2 separate regions of the Pan troglodytes genome follow, and region 1 is linked to region 2. The links are chromatin contacts, called in public HiChIP or PLAC-seq maps. All regions are on one chromosome and are shown on one strand. Each heading gives the region's core, a stretch centred on a gene start, on an enhancer-like site or on the middle of the called end of the contact. The rest is flanking DNA. Distances are from core to core; before and after follow the strand shown.

The links. HiChIP or PLAC-seq counts read pairs in DNA pulled down with a chosen protein or histone mark.
Region 1: a contact with region 2 is called in an H3K4me3 HiChIP or PLAC-seq map of stem cell-derived excitatory neurons, with 2.3 times the contacts expected there. The contact joins the promoter of ETF1 here to the promoter of EGR1 in region 2. A contact is called at or near these places in 1 of 7 Hi-C or Micro-C datasets (stem cell-derived neural progenitor cells) and 1 of 1 datasets of contacts at active chromatin or transcription factors (stem cell-derived excitatory neurons).

The regions. Positions count from the first base shown.
Region 1 is chr4:136,268,422-136,274,840 of NHGRI_mPanTro3-v2.0_pri, reverse strand. It overlaps ETF1 (eukaryotic translation termination factor 1), which reads left to right and starts at 2,937. Exons shown (of 11, transcript XM_009449742.4): 1 at 2,937-3,079; 2 at 3,240-3,471. LOC134810108 (a long non-coding RNA gene) reads right to left here and starts at 2,856. Exons shown (of 2, transcript XR_010157334.1): 1 at 2,772-2,856; 2 at 1,939-2,590.
Region 2 is chr4:136,191,818-136,198,737 of NHGRI_mPanTro3-v2.0_pri, reverse strand. It overlaps EGR1 (early growth response 1), which reads right to left and starts at 4,096. Exons shown (of 2, transcript XM_009449740.5): 1 at 3,503-4,096; 2 at 268-2,814. The coding sequence starts at 3,812. The coding sequence ends at 1,490.

The DNA of each region.
Region 1 (6,419 bases), core at 1,688-4,187, 77 kb before region 2:
CTTGGGATGTCGTCATGCTTACTTCAGCCTGAATCACACAGAAGAAAGCCTTCAAGCATGGACCTGAAGCAATGCTGTAAACACAAACATCAAAACGAAGAGGAGGCCAGGTGTGGTGGCTCACGCATGTAATCCCAGCACTTTGGGAAGCGGAGGCAGGTGGATCACCTGAGGTCAGGAATTCAAGATCAGCCTGGCCAACATGGTGAAACCCTGTCTCTGCTAAAAAAAAAAATTAAAAATAAAAAATACAAAAACTGGCCCGGCATGGTGGTTCACGCCTGTAATCCCAGCACTTTGGGAGGCCGAGGCAGGCAGATCACGAGGTCAGGAAATCAAGACCATCCTGGCTAACACGGTGAAACCCCGACTCTAATAAAAATACAAAAAATTAGCTGGGCATGGTGGCACCCGCCTGTAGTCCCAGCTACTCAGGAGGCTGCCGCAGAAGAATCGCTTGAACCCGGGATGTGGAGGTTGCAGTGAGCCAAGATCGTGCCACTGCACTCCAACCTGGGCGACAGAGGGAGACTCCGTCTTTAAAAAAAAAAAGAAAGAAAAAAAAAAGAACAGGAAGGGTAGAGTAGGGCAATCTAATATAGAAAGGAGGAACCAGGGCAAGAGGAATGAAGGAAAACCTTGGACACAGTTGATTCCTAGTCAGTAAGCAGTGTTTATGACTAAGAAGACCCCTCCGTTCACTACTAAACACAGTGAATAACACACACACAGCAGGAGTACAATATTATATAACAAATGAACATATGCCAAAAACTACAAAATGGAACCCAAAGAAGAGGTTCCAACCTGAGATTCATTTCCTGGGGGACAGAAGTATGACCGTGTCCCCACCCTATGAAAATACAGGTAATGGGGTCACTGTATAATACACTGGACTCCAAAAATGGAGTCGGGAAGCCATAAACTAGCTGTGGACTCTGAACAGGTCCCTTTCACTTTTCTTTGCCTCAGTTTCCCCATGTATGAAATGGAGGTCATACCCCCATCTTCAAAGTGTGGACACAGTTTATAACACATGCAAAAAGTATTCAAAAACCATACAAATGAAAGCGCATGACGGACATCCCTACTTACATGTCTCATAAGCAATCTCAAACTTAACAGGCCCAAGATGAAATTCTCAATCATCCCCCAACACCTACTCCTCACCTTTCCCACCTCAGTAAATGTCACCACTTCAGTACTCTGGGAACCATTCTTGGTTTTCCTCAACCAATCCATTATCCAGTCCTATTCACTTTTTTTTTTCCTCGAGACAAGGTCTCGCTCTGTCACCCAGGCTGGAGTGTAGTGGTGTGATCTCAGCTCACTGCAGCCTCGAATTCCTGGGCTCAAGGGTTCCTCCCACCTCAGCCTCCCAAGCAGCTGGGACTACAGGCGCGGGCCACCACACCAGGCTAATATTTTGTAATTTTGTAGAGACGGAATCTTGCCATGTTGCCCAGGCTGCTCGCAAACTCCTGGGCTCAAGCGATCCTCCCCTTTGGCCTCCCAAAGTGCTGGATTACAGCCGTGGGCCACTGCACCAGGCCCTTCATTCACTTCTATCTGCACTGTCACCACCCTAATGTAAGCGAAAATCATCTCTCACATGATAATGAAGCAGCCAAAATGGTCTCTGGGCTTCTCCTGTGCTCTCTCCAGTCCAAACCAGGGCTCTAAACCCTTTAAACTACCCACTGTTCTTGAAAGAAACCAAACTTCTGAATCTGGCTTAAAAGACCCTACATGACCTCTTCCCCTGCTGCTCCCTCAAACCACTCTCCCCGTCCCTGACCTTGTGCCAGCACACTGGCGTTTCTGTAGTTCTCAACTGTATTCTGCTTCCTCCTGACAAACTCTTAATCATCCTTTGAGTCTCATTTCAGAGCTGGGTCCCCGCCATACACTCTCAGAGCACCCTGAAGTACTTAAGCATTTGTGTAATTATTTTATTACAAAAAGTATAAAATCACAAACTTAAAAACCCAATCGACTATAAGCTCCATAAGGGTAAGTACTGTCATCTGTTTGGTTCACCTCTGTATCCCCAGGAAAACAGGGTCCAGCACACGGTCTGGGCTCAATATTTGAACCCAGACGAGGTGAGGGGGGACAAAGTAGCCGCCTAAAAATCCTAACTCAAAAAGATAAAGTTTTAACCGTATGTGGATGCCCATTTTGTTTCAACTCTCTCCACCCCCATTCTCAACGGCTCAGGCCAAACCATACATGGGACCAGATAGATACCTCAGGTCTCCAAGCTCAGGCAGCCCCCGCTGTCTTCCACCCCATAAAGTTCTAAGTCCAAAGTGAGCCCCTCCTAGCTCTGGGGCGAGAGAAAACAGGACTCTTTCGCCCCTGCAGGTGAGGGTCCCGGACCGCCCGGAGGCAGGCTCCTCATCCAGACCTACTGGCCAGGACTCCTCCACACTATTCCGTGCAGCCATGACGCACGCAGACCGCAGCACTTCGTCAGCGAAGAAGCCGCTGAGCGCGAGGCGCTTCTTCGCGGCTTCTCAAGCACCGTTCAAACCGCGCGTCGGGCCCAAGTGCCTAGCTTCGAGTCGCAAAGCCTCAGATGTCCACCCTATTCAAGGAGAATGGACTGAAAAGACGACGACCCCGGTCCTCTCTCTTTAAGAACCACCCCCATTCGAGCCTGACGGGGGCTCTCAGTAAACTCGCGAGAGCCACCGGCTTCCGCCCGCTTCCTCCTCTCGCCTTGCCGGGCCGGAAGAAAGGTGGCACCTCCCACCCCCCAGCCTTACCTCACAAGGCGGCGCGGACCCAGCTGCGGCCAATCGGCGGGCTCATTGCAGGCTGCGGGGCAGAGAGCCAATGAGAAGTCGCGGCGGACGCAGAGCTTCTCCTCACTCGCACCGGCCCCCTCCCTTCCGCCTGCCGCCTTCCACTCCGCCCCTGGCGGAGGAAGTGATGTCACAGGCCCCATGTGAGCGGATTGCAACACATGCAGCTGCCTGGAGAGAGGGAGCCGGTGTCCTACGTCAGAGCCGCCGCCGCCGCGGAGCCGCCGCCGGGGAGGAGCAGCCGCTGCCGCCCAGGACTGGGCCCTTAGGTAAGGCACGGGGAGGGAAAGGCCGGTGACCTTTGTGGCGAGCTGCACCGGACGGGAGGAGAGGGCCTCTGGGGGATGGCGAGGAAGGGGGCCGCTCTGCCCCAGCGGCGGCGCTAACTCTGTGGTCTTGGTGTCTCCGGGCCCCGCCGGGCCGCTCTAGGGAGGAGGAGGCGAGAAGATGGCGGACGACCCCAGTGCTGCCGACAGGAACGTGGAGATCTGGAAGATCAAGAAGCTCATTAAGAGCTTGGAGGCGGCCCGCGGGTGAGCGCCGCGTCCGGCACCCTCCGTGCCCTCTTGGTTCCCGGACCCCTCAGGATGGACGCCCCCGCGCCGCATGGCCGGATGAGGAGAACCAGGCACTAGCCAACTCCCGCCTTCTGGATCTCTGGGTAGTAGCCCCTGACCCAGGGGCGAGGGTCGGCGCGGTTGGCCCGAGAAGGGGTCCTTTCCCCGCATGGGGGTAAGGGGCCCGCGCTCCCCGGTTTAGATCACTCGGCCCCCCTCGTGGTAGGCCACCGCTACTTTTGCACCTCTCCCGGGCCCTTAAGTCCAGGTCCTCCCTCTTCGGGCTCCAGGTGCTGCCACCCGACTCGGGTGCTATTGTGGCAAAGTGTTCGGCCTTCCTTTCCCAAGGCCCTTCCCTGATTTCCTCTTCTCCTTTCGTTTCTCAGCCAGGCCTCATTAAAATGGCCTCTCCCTTCTGGGCTTCTGAGACCCGGGTGGGTGAAGTTTGGATGGGACGGGAAGCAGAGGTGGCCAGGGACAGCTTCTTTCTGATTCCTGATTTCTCTGGGTCTTCCACCTGTCCCAAGATGACTTCTCCCAAGTCCTCTAATTACCCCGGAGCTTCCTGGTTTTAGCTGTTCCAGGACCCACCTATAAACTGAAAATGCCAACGTACGCGCGATGTGAGGGGTGCTGGGTAGGTTTTGGTTAATGAATCTGCATGTGTATGTCCAGGAGAAATATGGATTAGGGGGCCGTTTGATAGGAATCATAACTACAGAGTCCCTGCTGGCATTTCTCTGAAACTTGTGGGGATATCGCTGTAGAGAGGCGCCTGATGTGCTTGATGCTTGTTGAGTGAGATTCAGCATTGAATTAAATGGGCTTTGAGTCTTGTACATTTTGATAAGAAACTGTAGGTGTGTCCATTGCGGGGAGAGTAGGCTAGATTAAAATTAGCTGTGTGTGTGTGTTTTCTTTTTTTTTAATGTTGTTCGTTTGAGGAAGGTGTGCCAGGGGTATTCCTGTTTCTTCTATTACTTTATTTTGTTCCTTTCCCAGTCATAGAAACTTTTTACTTACAGGAAGTGCCCCCCCCCCCAAAAAAAGTGTTTGGAACATTATTACATACTTGTATGTCTGAGCATTCTTAGAATAGTAGAATGGCCTGCCTCAGGCCATGTGAAAAGTTGATTTCAGCACAAGAATTTGACATTCTGGTTTCCAGCCCAGGATTGTCATTTATGGGTAGATTTGCAATTTTAGAATGACAGCCCCTCCAAGCTCTTCATTATTACTGTTTTATGAAACAGGATGTGCTTAATTGTACTGAAGGCCCAATTCACAGGTTGGTTTTACTAGTGTTTTGTTCTTAATAAATTAGGGACAGTTCTGTTTGGAATGAGGCTTCTAAAAGTTTGGCCCCATTCAGTGACGCAGTGACGGGCTTGTGCTCACTCCTTCGGTTTACTGGAGAAACGTTAGTTTAATATGAATCGAAGACAGCGGCTTATTTGTTAGTCCTTAGGTTTTTCTTTGAATTCAATAGAATATCCAGACCTTCTTAATGATCTTACAGGAACTTGTGCCGTATGATAGAGTGACCAGTTATTCCCAAAATGTGAGAATACTGTACAGAAAGGGTAATATAGGTCACGACCCATTATGTTGCACTACCAAGAATTAGCCAGGTTCTTTTGTTTCAGTAGGATCTTCTGTTTTGTTACTTGAAGCCTTCAATCCAGTATTGCATTTTATAGATTGCTGTTGTTGCAGTATTGTATATAGGTGGATGTGACCTCTGGATTTGTTCTTACTGCTTTCAGTAGCAGGCAGGTTCACACATTTTAATTTGCATACGTTATATTCTCTGAAACAGTCCAAAAAATTAAATCATGACTATAATTTGCCTGTTTGAATGAAGTAACATTGAAGATGACATTGCTTAATAAGTAACAGCATTCCTTTCTACTGCTTAATGAAGGAAACTCATTCTTAAATTTGTTCTACCCATGTTACCTAGCCACTAGAAACTTTTAAGCGCCTCTTTAAGGCTTTTGAAGGCTTTACCTCTTTGTTTAGCAAAGTTCAGTAAAGTTTAAAGCATGCTAAAAATGAAGTTATAAGACACAACTTGTATTTCAAGTTGTTGAGTTTGGATATTTCAGACATGATTAAGCTGTCTAAAATAGCTGGAGGATCTTCCGCTACACATTGTGGTTAATAATCATGTCCTACTTTGCTTTTAATCAGAATTTGGTTGCATCTTGATCCCATGGAAATTTAAAATCTTGGCCATCTCTGAGTATTGGTAAGGGAGTCAGAAGATTCCCCAGTATATACCAGTTTTTGGAGGTGGGAATATTTTCATTGCCAACTTGTGTTAAAGTCAGACTCTAGATTTTCATAGATAGGGTACAGTGAAAAATGTTATTCCTACTTTACCTAGTGATAAAATATCTTTAGGAGAATTGTAATGGGCTTTAAAGACTTAAGTGGATGGCAAAATGAATCTGTATTTGCTGATGTTTTGGGGATACTCTGGTTTTCAGGAGGAAACTGAGGTTTTCAGGCATGGTTATTAGGACAAGGTAGTGAGACTTAGTGGTTGAGTAACAGTATTGTTTTGGAAATGAAAAAGCCCTTTCCTCCCCTTAGCAGTGTAGAATTCTAGGCATAGGAATCATGGATTTGTTTTTAACAGTAGTTATTAAAATATGCTAGAATAAGAGTGATTTTGAAATTAAGATAATCCTATGTGGTTATCTCTTGATATATGACCCAAATTTAATGTAGCTTGAAAAAGGAACCACCTGCAAAATGGGCTCACTAACTACATCTGAATAAAGGGAAGTATGTTGGCAAAATAATTTATTAAGCACATACTATATTATATTATAGACTGTGCTACAGTACATTATTAAGTCATTTAATCCTCACAAGTATTGCCACCATTTGGTAGACAAGGCACCTGAGGCTAAGAGATAATTTGTCCAAGATGTCACAGCAAAAATGTAGCAGAGTTCAGAACTTAAACCAATGTGCTATAATGGGTATATTTTATTTTCAGAAAATACAAAACTAGATTTCCTTAAAATGTAGTCTGAGCTAT
Region 2 (6,920 bases), core at 2,847-5,346:
GGTGGGAGGATCACTTGAGCCTGGGACATCAAAGCTGCAGTGAGCTGTGATTACACTACTGCACTCCAGCCTGGGTGGATAGAGCGAGACCCTATTTGAAGACCCATACTCAGTCCTCATAAATAACGAACTCCAGTTTCACACAGTGGGCCTGACTCTGGCTGGAGGATCCTTGTATCTCTAAAGGCCAAGTCTTCAGAAAACCTCACAGCCCTCAATAGGGCAGAGTCCTTCCCCTAACCCAGGAAACACATACCCAATCGCAGCTACTTTATTTTCGTTTTAATTTTTTGGAAGGATATACACCACATATCCCATGGGCAATAAAGCGCATTCAATGTGTTTATAAGCCAAACAGTCACTTTGTTTAAGCAAACACAAGTACAAAGTAAAATAGAACCACAAAATAATGAACTGCATGTTCATAACATACAAAAATCGCCGCCTACTCAGTAGGTAACTACAACATTCCAACTCCTGAATATATTTATAAATTTACATTTTCAGTTAAAAAAATAGACTTTTGAGAGTTCAGATTTTGTTTTAGATTTTGTTTTCTTACATTCTGGAGAACCGAAGCTCAGCTCAGCCCTCTTCCTTATTTTGCTCCCAAAGCCTCCCCCAAATCATCACTCCCTGCCCCCCTTAAGGCTAGAGGTGAGCATGTCCCTCACAATTGCACATGTCAAGCCATCAGCAAGGCGCATCACACAAAAGGCACCAAGACGTGAAACTTTTTAAACCAAAAGGACGAAGAAAAAACACTTTCAAAAAAAAAAAAAAGAAAAACCAAACCATATTTTGCCACATGTGAGAGTACAGTCAAGCAGTATTTACAAAAAGGTTAACGGAACAACACTCTGACACATGCTCTGAGAATACTGGGACTGCTGTTTCAAAAAAAAAGGTTCAAACTTATTGTCACAGCATCATCACAAAATAGAGGATCACCATTGGTTTGCTTGGCTTTTCTTTTTTTTTTTTTCCCCCAAGTGAGGACCTAACTCCAAATAATACAATAGAATATGCAAATTATCTTCACATCAAGAGTACCCCAAGAAAAACGAAATCCATGGCACAGACACTGTACAAGGGTGCAGGGCAGGGCTCTGAGGGGCCCAAACCCCATTTTGCCAACTCGATTTTCTAGCATTGAAGGGAGCAAGGGGTCAGGCATATGATGGAGATGATACTGAAATGATTTATCCAAAATCCATGCAAATCAAGTTCTTTGTATAGAGGTGAAGAACTTGGACATGGCTGTTTCAGGCAGCTGAAGTCAAAGGGAATAGTAATTGGGGAAGGGGAAGTGGGCAGAAAGGATTGTTGGCCAATAGACCTTCCACTCCAGTAGAGAGGGAGGACTTGGCTCTGAGAAACTCCATCTGACCTAAGAGGAACCCTTCTCTCCTATGGCCATCTCCTCCTCCTGTCCTTTAAGTCTCTTGTGTTTCTTTTTCTCCCTTTTCCCTTTCTTTCCCCTTTCCCTTTAGCAAATTTCAATTGTCCTGGGAGAAAAGGTTGCTGTCATGTCCGAAAGCCCTGTGGAGGCGCTGAAGGAGTTGGTGACAGCTGAGGAAGGGAAGCTGCTGACCTGGGCCGGGAAAGCAGGGGGAACAGAGGAGTACGTGGTGGCCACCGACGGGGAGGGGAAGCCACTGTGCACAGGGGATGGGTAGGTCGAGGAGCCGGGAGAGGAGAAGGAGGTGGGCACAGGGGATGGGTATGAGGTGGTGGCCGGGGATGGATAAGAGGTAGTAACCGGGGACGGGTAAGAGGTAGCAACCGGGGATGGGTAGGAAGAGAGAGAGGAGGTGGCCGAAGAGGCCACAACACTTTTGTCTGCTTTCTTGTCCTTCTGCCGCAAGTGGATCTTGGTATGCCTCTTGCGTTCATCGCTCCTGGCAAACTTTCTCCCACAGATGTCGCAGGCGAAGGGCTTTTCGCCTGTGTGGGTGCGGATGTGGGTGGTGAGGTGGTCGCTGCGGCTGAAGTTGCGCATGCAGATGCGGCACTGGAAGGGCTTCTGGCCTGTGTGGATGCGGATGTGGCGGGTGAGCTCGTCGGAGCGGGAGAAGCGGCGATCACAGGACTCCACTGGGCAAGCGTAAGGGCGTTCGTGGGGGGGCGTCTTGCTGGGCCGATTGGGGTACTTGCGCATGCGGCTGGGTTTGATGAGCTGGGACTGGTAGCTGGTATTGAGGGCCTTCAGGTCCTGGGAGCCCGACTGAGTGGCAAAGGCCTTGATAGTAGACAGAGGGGTTAGCGAAGGCTGCTGGGTGCGGCTCTCCAGGCCCTGGAAGGGCTTCTGGTCTGGGGTGCCCAGGCCCAGATCCCCCTGCTGCTGTGGAAACAGGTAGTCGGGGATCATGGGAACCTGGAAGCCACCCTTGGCGGCAGGGTAGGCAGGAGGGGGGTACTGGAGCGCTGTCCCTGCCGAGCCCGGGAAGGCCTGGCTTTGTGGCTCAGGGAAAATGTCAGTGTTCGGCGTGGGGAAGGTGGGTGCCGCTGAGTAAATGGGACTGCTGTCGTTGGATGGCACTGCGCAGCTCAGGGGTGGGCTCTGGGAGGCGGAGGAGGAGGAGGCCGCTGGAGATGGTGCTGAGGACGAGGAGGCCGGTGGGTTGGTCATGCTCACTAGGCCACTGACCAAGCTGAAGAGGGGCTCGGGCCACAAGGTGTTGCCACTGTTGGGTGCAGGCTCCAGGGAAAAGCGGCCAGTATAGGTGATGGGGGGCAGTCGAGTGGTTTGGCTGGGGTAACTGGTCTCCACCAGCACCTTCTCGTTGTTCAGAGAGATGTCAGGAAAAGACTCTGGCAGGAGAGAGAGAAGCGGGAGGCCTGGTTACTGGAAAGCAATCACTGGAGGACGAGGATGACCCGAGCTGCCAGGCAAGAGACCAGGCCGGCTACCATTGACTCCCGAGGTAGTTAATAATTGATAGCAGCACATTGCAATGTTCCTGGACCCGCACCAGTGGCAGAGCCCATTTCAACAACAGCTGACGCAAATACGGAGAATCCCCCTCCACTGCAGCTCGCAGCGCTCCGCAGCGGCGGCTGTGCGGGCGAGGGATTCCCGCCAGCACCCCCACGGCCGCGGCTAGTGCGCGCCCCCAAACCCGGGCTGCCGGGACATCCACGGCCAAGGATCACGGTCCTTCCTTGGGGACAGGCGGCAAGCAAGGCAAGGCAAGTCTTACTGGAGGTGGGGGGCGCAGCCCCGCTCATCAAAACAAGCCCTCCCCCTCCACCCACCCACGCAGCTCCAGAGCTCTCCATCCAAAACAAAAGCTCGGTCCTCTGCGCTCCGCTAGGGATGAGGGCAGGGGGTGGGCTGTGTGGGGTTCCTTGGCATCCCTCTAACACATGACTCTGGGGATGCGAGGAATGAAAGGGAAACCCGGCTCTCATTCTAAGATCCAGGAGCACTCCTGCGGTGAAGGACAGGACGCCAGGATGGTGGCGAAAGGGTTCCCCCTCGGCGTAGGCCACTGCTTACCTGCGGTCAGGTGCTCGTAGGGCTGCTCGCCCGTGTCCGCCTGAGGGTTGAAGGTGCTGCTGCTGCTGCTGCTGCTGTTGCTGCCGCCCCCGCCGCCTCCACCGCCCCCGCTGCTGCTGCTGCTGCTGTTGCTGCCGCTGCCCTCTGGGGCCCCGGCGGCGCCGAGGAACTGGGGAGCCCCGTTGCTCAGCAGCATCATCTCCTCCAGCTTAGGGTAGTTGTCCATGGTGGGCGAGTGAGGAAAGGATCCGAACGGGTCAGAGATCTGCAGCGGGGACATCAGCTGCATCTCGGCCTTGGCCGCGGCCATCCTGGACGAGCAGGCTGGAGAGCTGGTGTCGGGGCGGGGGGGCGCAGCCCGGGGCTGGAGCTGCAGGGGACACAGTTGCGGGGGCCTGGCCGGGTTACATGCGGGGCGCGGGGAACACTGAGAAGCGCGCAGGCGGCGACCCCGACTCGCTCTGGGCGCGGGCGGGCGTGGACGCGCCGCGGCTGCGGAGGCTGGGGCAGGGGCCGGTCCTGCGGCGGCGGAAGCTGGCTGCGGCGGCGGATGGCGGCGGCGGCTCCCCAAGTTCTGCGCGCTGGGATCTCTCGCGACTCCCCGGATCCGCCTCTATTTGAAGGGTCTGGAACCGCACGGGCCCGCCTCCGTCGTGACGTACATGGCCATATATGGGAAGCAGGAAGCCCTAATATGGCAGGACCGGCCGGGAGGACCCGGAGTGACGTGAAGCCCCCCATCCGACAGCGCCCGGCACCTCCATCCTGCACCCTAGGGCCCGCGCCCGCGCCCGCATCCCAGGCGCCCAGGCTTCGGGGAAGCCTAGAACTCTAGCCGCCGCCGGGGCCTCCGGGACCCGCGCAGCTCCGGAGTTCCCGCGTTGCCCCCGCCCCTCCCTCCGCCTTCTTCCCTCCTCCCAGAGCCGGAAGCGGCCGGGCCATATCGGGCCACTCCAAATAAGGCGCTGCCCAAATAAGGGTTGTTCCGGCGGGGGATCCTTCCTGCGCCTTATATGGCATTTCCGGGTCGCAGCTGGTTGCTCCCTCGCTCCCTCCCTCCTCCCTGGTTCCAAGCCGGGAGCCCGAGCGCTCGCGGGATCCGGGGACGCCCAGGCGGGGAGGGCTCGTGGCGTGTGGCGCTGGGCGCGCGGCTGCTCAGGCGGCTCCTAGGCGTGAACTAGGCTGGGGAAGCCCAGACCCAGAGCGGGGGCGAGGGCGAGTCGGGCCGGGGTTCTATCGCTGTCATCCAGGGCCCGCCCGCCCACCTCAGGGACCGTGAGAGCGAGCCGGGAGTGCGGGGGAGGAGCGGCTGGGCCCGCCTGGGCAGGGGCCGCCCAGGAGAGGCGGGGCCTTGACCCCGGGCCTCGACCTATGGCACGGTGTCTTTCCGGGTGTCGCTGGGAAACTGAGGATAGGAAGTCACGGCCACTTGGTTCTTGGGACACTGTATAGCAGTGAGCTGCCTTGCCTCTGCCACCTGTCGGTGGGATGGGGCTGCTGGTGCCTGGGGTCCCCTGTGCTCCCCCGGAACCGAAAGGCTGTTCCCTAGTCCCCGCCGGCAAAGAGCCCACCTTTGGGGGACCGAAGTGGGGAAGCTGATTGCCCCAAGAGAGACCTGATTCCTGTTCTCACCAGGAGATAATGGTCCTTGTGGTGAGGGATCACTTTCCCCCCTTTATCCAGTCCAGGTGGAGGGCCGGCCCACACTGCGGGAATCCAAAAGGGGGGCTTCCCTATGGGCTATCTGGGGACCCCGGGCTGGGCGCGAAGAGAGGACCGGCTTGGCGGCTCGGTGCTGCCCCCTGGAGGTTCCCTCTCCACTCCCAGCCCCGGACTCCGGCCGCGCGGGCTCTTCCGCCGCCTCCTCGCTCCCCCTCCCGGATGCGGCGCTGGGCGCGGAGCCAGGCCGGGGGAGCCTTCGACGCAGTGAGCACGAACTGAGCAGGCGCTGCAGCCCGGGCTCCCCCTGCAGTCCCTGGGGAGCCGTCACTGCCGAGGCGCCCAGACTCCGGGATAACACTCCTCACCCCGAGCCTGGCCAAGGCGAGGGGGAGAAGGAAGCAGGGGGTGGGTGGTGGCGGGGGAGAACGATTCCCGCAGGTCTCCCTGGGGCCGAACGCGAACAGGGAAGCCCTCCCCGCCCCCACGACGCAGTCAATTGCGCACCCCAAAGGGAACAGGGATTCCGGGAAGGGAAGGCTCCTCCTGCTGTAGCTCTGAATCCAGAGGAGGTGCTGTTTTTTCTGGATTTAAAAAGAAAGCAGAAAGAGAATGTGGGGAAGGAGGGTGCTTGACGACACCGAGAGGGAAGGGAGGAGGTGAGGGCCTCTGTGAACCCCAACAGCCTCTGGAGGTCGGGGTCAGGGGGATTAGGTGGGGGAGGGTGTAACTTTCTTGGACTTAATCCCTCTGTGGCTGTCCCCCCTCCAAACATGTTTTCTTATAAAAACCAACTTAATGAACCAGGACTCCCTCGTCTCGGAGCCTGCCGTCTCAAGTCCGCTGGGGAGGTGGGGGGCTCACTCCCACTGTCTACCGAGTTGTCCATTGGGGCAGGAGTGATGCGCTTCTCAGAGGACTCCTGCCGCAAGGGCAGGAAGGCCAGGCTGTTGCAGCGCAGATGGTCTTGTGTCTGAATATCCATTTTGCCACTCCCTGGTAGGGTACCTTAGCCAATTTTTTTTTTAATGTTTTTATTCTTTCTGAGACGGGGTCTCACGCTGGCACCCAGGTTGGAGTGCAGTGGCGCGAGCTCACTGCAACCTCCGCCTCCCAGGCTCAAGTGATCCTCCAGCCTCCTCCTCTCGAGTAGCTTGGACTACAGGTGCCTGCCACCACGCCTGGCTTTTACTTTTTTTTTTTTTTTTTTTTTGTATTTTCGTAGAGAGGGGTTTCGCTGGGTTGCCCAGGCTGGTCTTGAACTCTTGAGCTCAAGCGATTCACCCACTTCGGCCTCCCAAAGTGCTGGGATTCCAGGTGTGAGCCACAGCACCCAGCCAGCCAAGCTTTTTGTTTACTTGTTTGTTTTTGCTTTTTTTAAGACAGAGTCTCCCTGTGTCACCCAGGCTGGAGTGCAATGGGGCAATTTTGGCTCACTGCGACCTCCGCCTCCTGGGTTCAAGCTATTTTCCTGCCTCAGCCTCCCTAGTAGCTGGGACCACAGGTGCACCCCACCACACCTGGCTAATTTTTGTATTTTTAGTAGAGACCAGGTTTCACCATGTTGGCCAGCCTGATCTTGAACTCCTGATCTCAGGTGATCCACCTGCCTTGGCCTCCCAAAGTGCTGGTATTACAGGCGTGAGCCACCGTGCCCAGCCAGCCACGCTTTTTGTGTCTCACTTTCTTCAACTGTAAAATGGGGCTAATGTTAATAATACCCACATGGGGCCTGGCACAGTGGCTCATGCCTGTAATC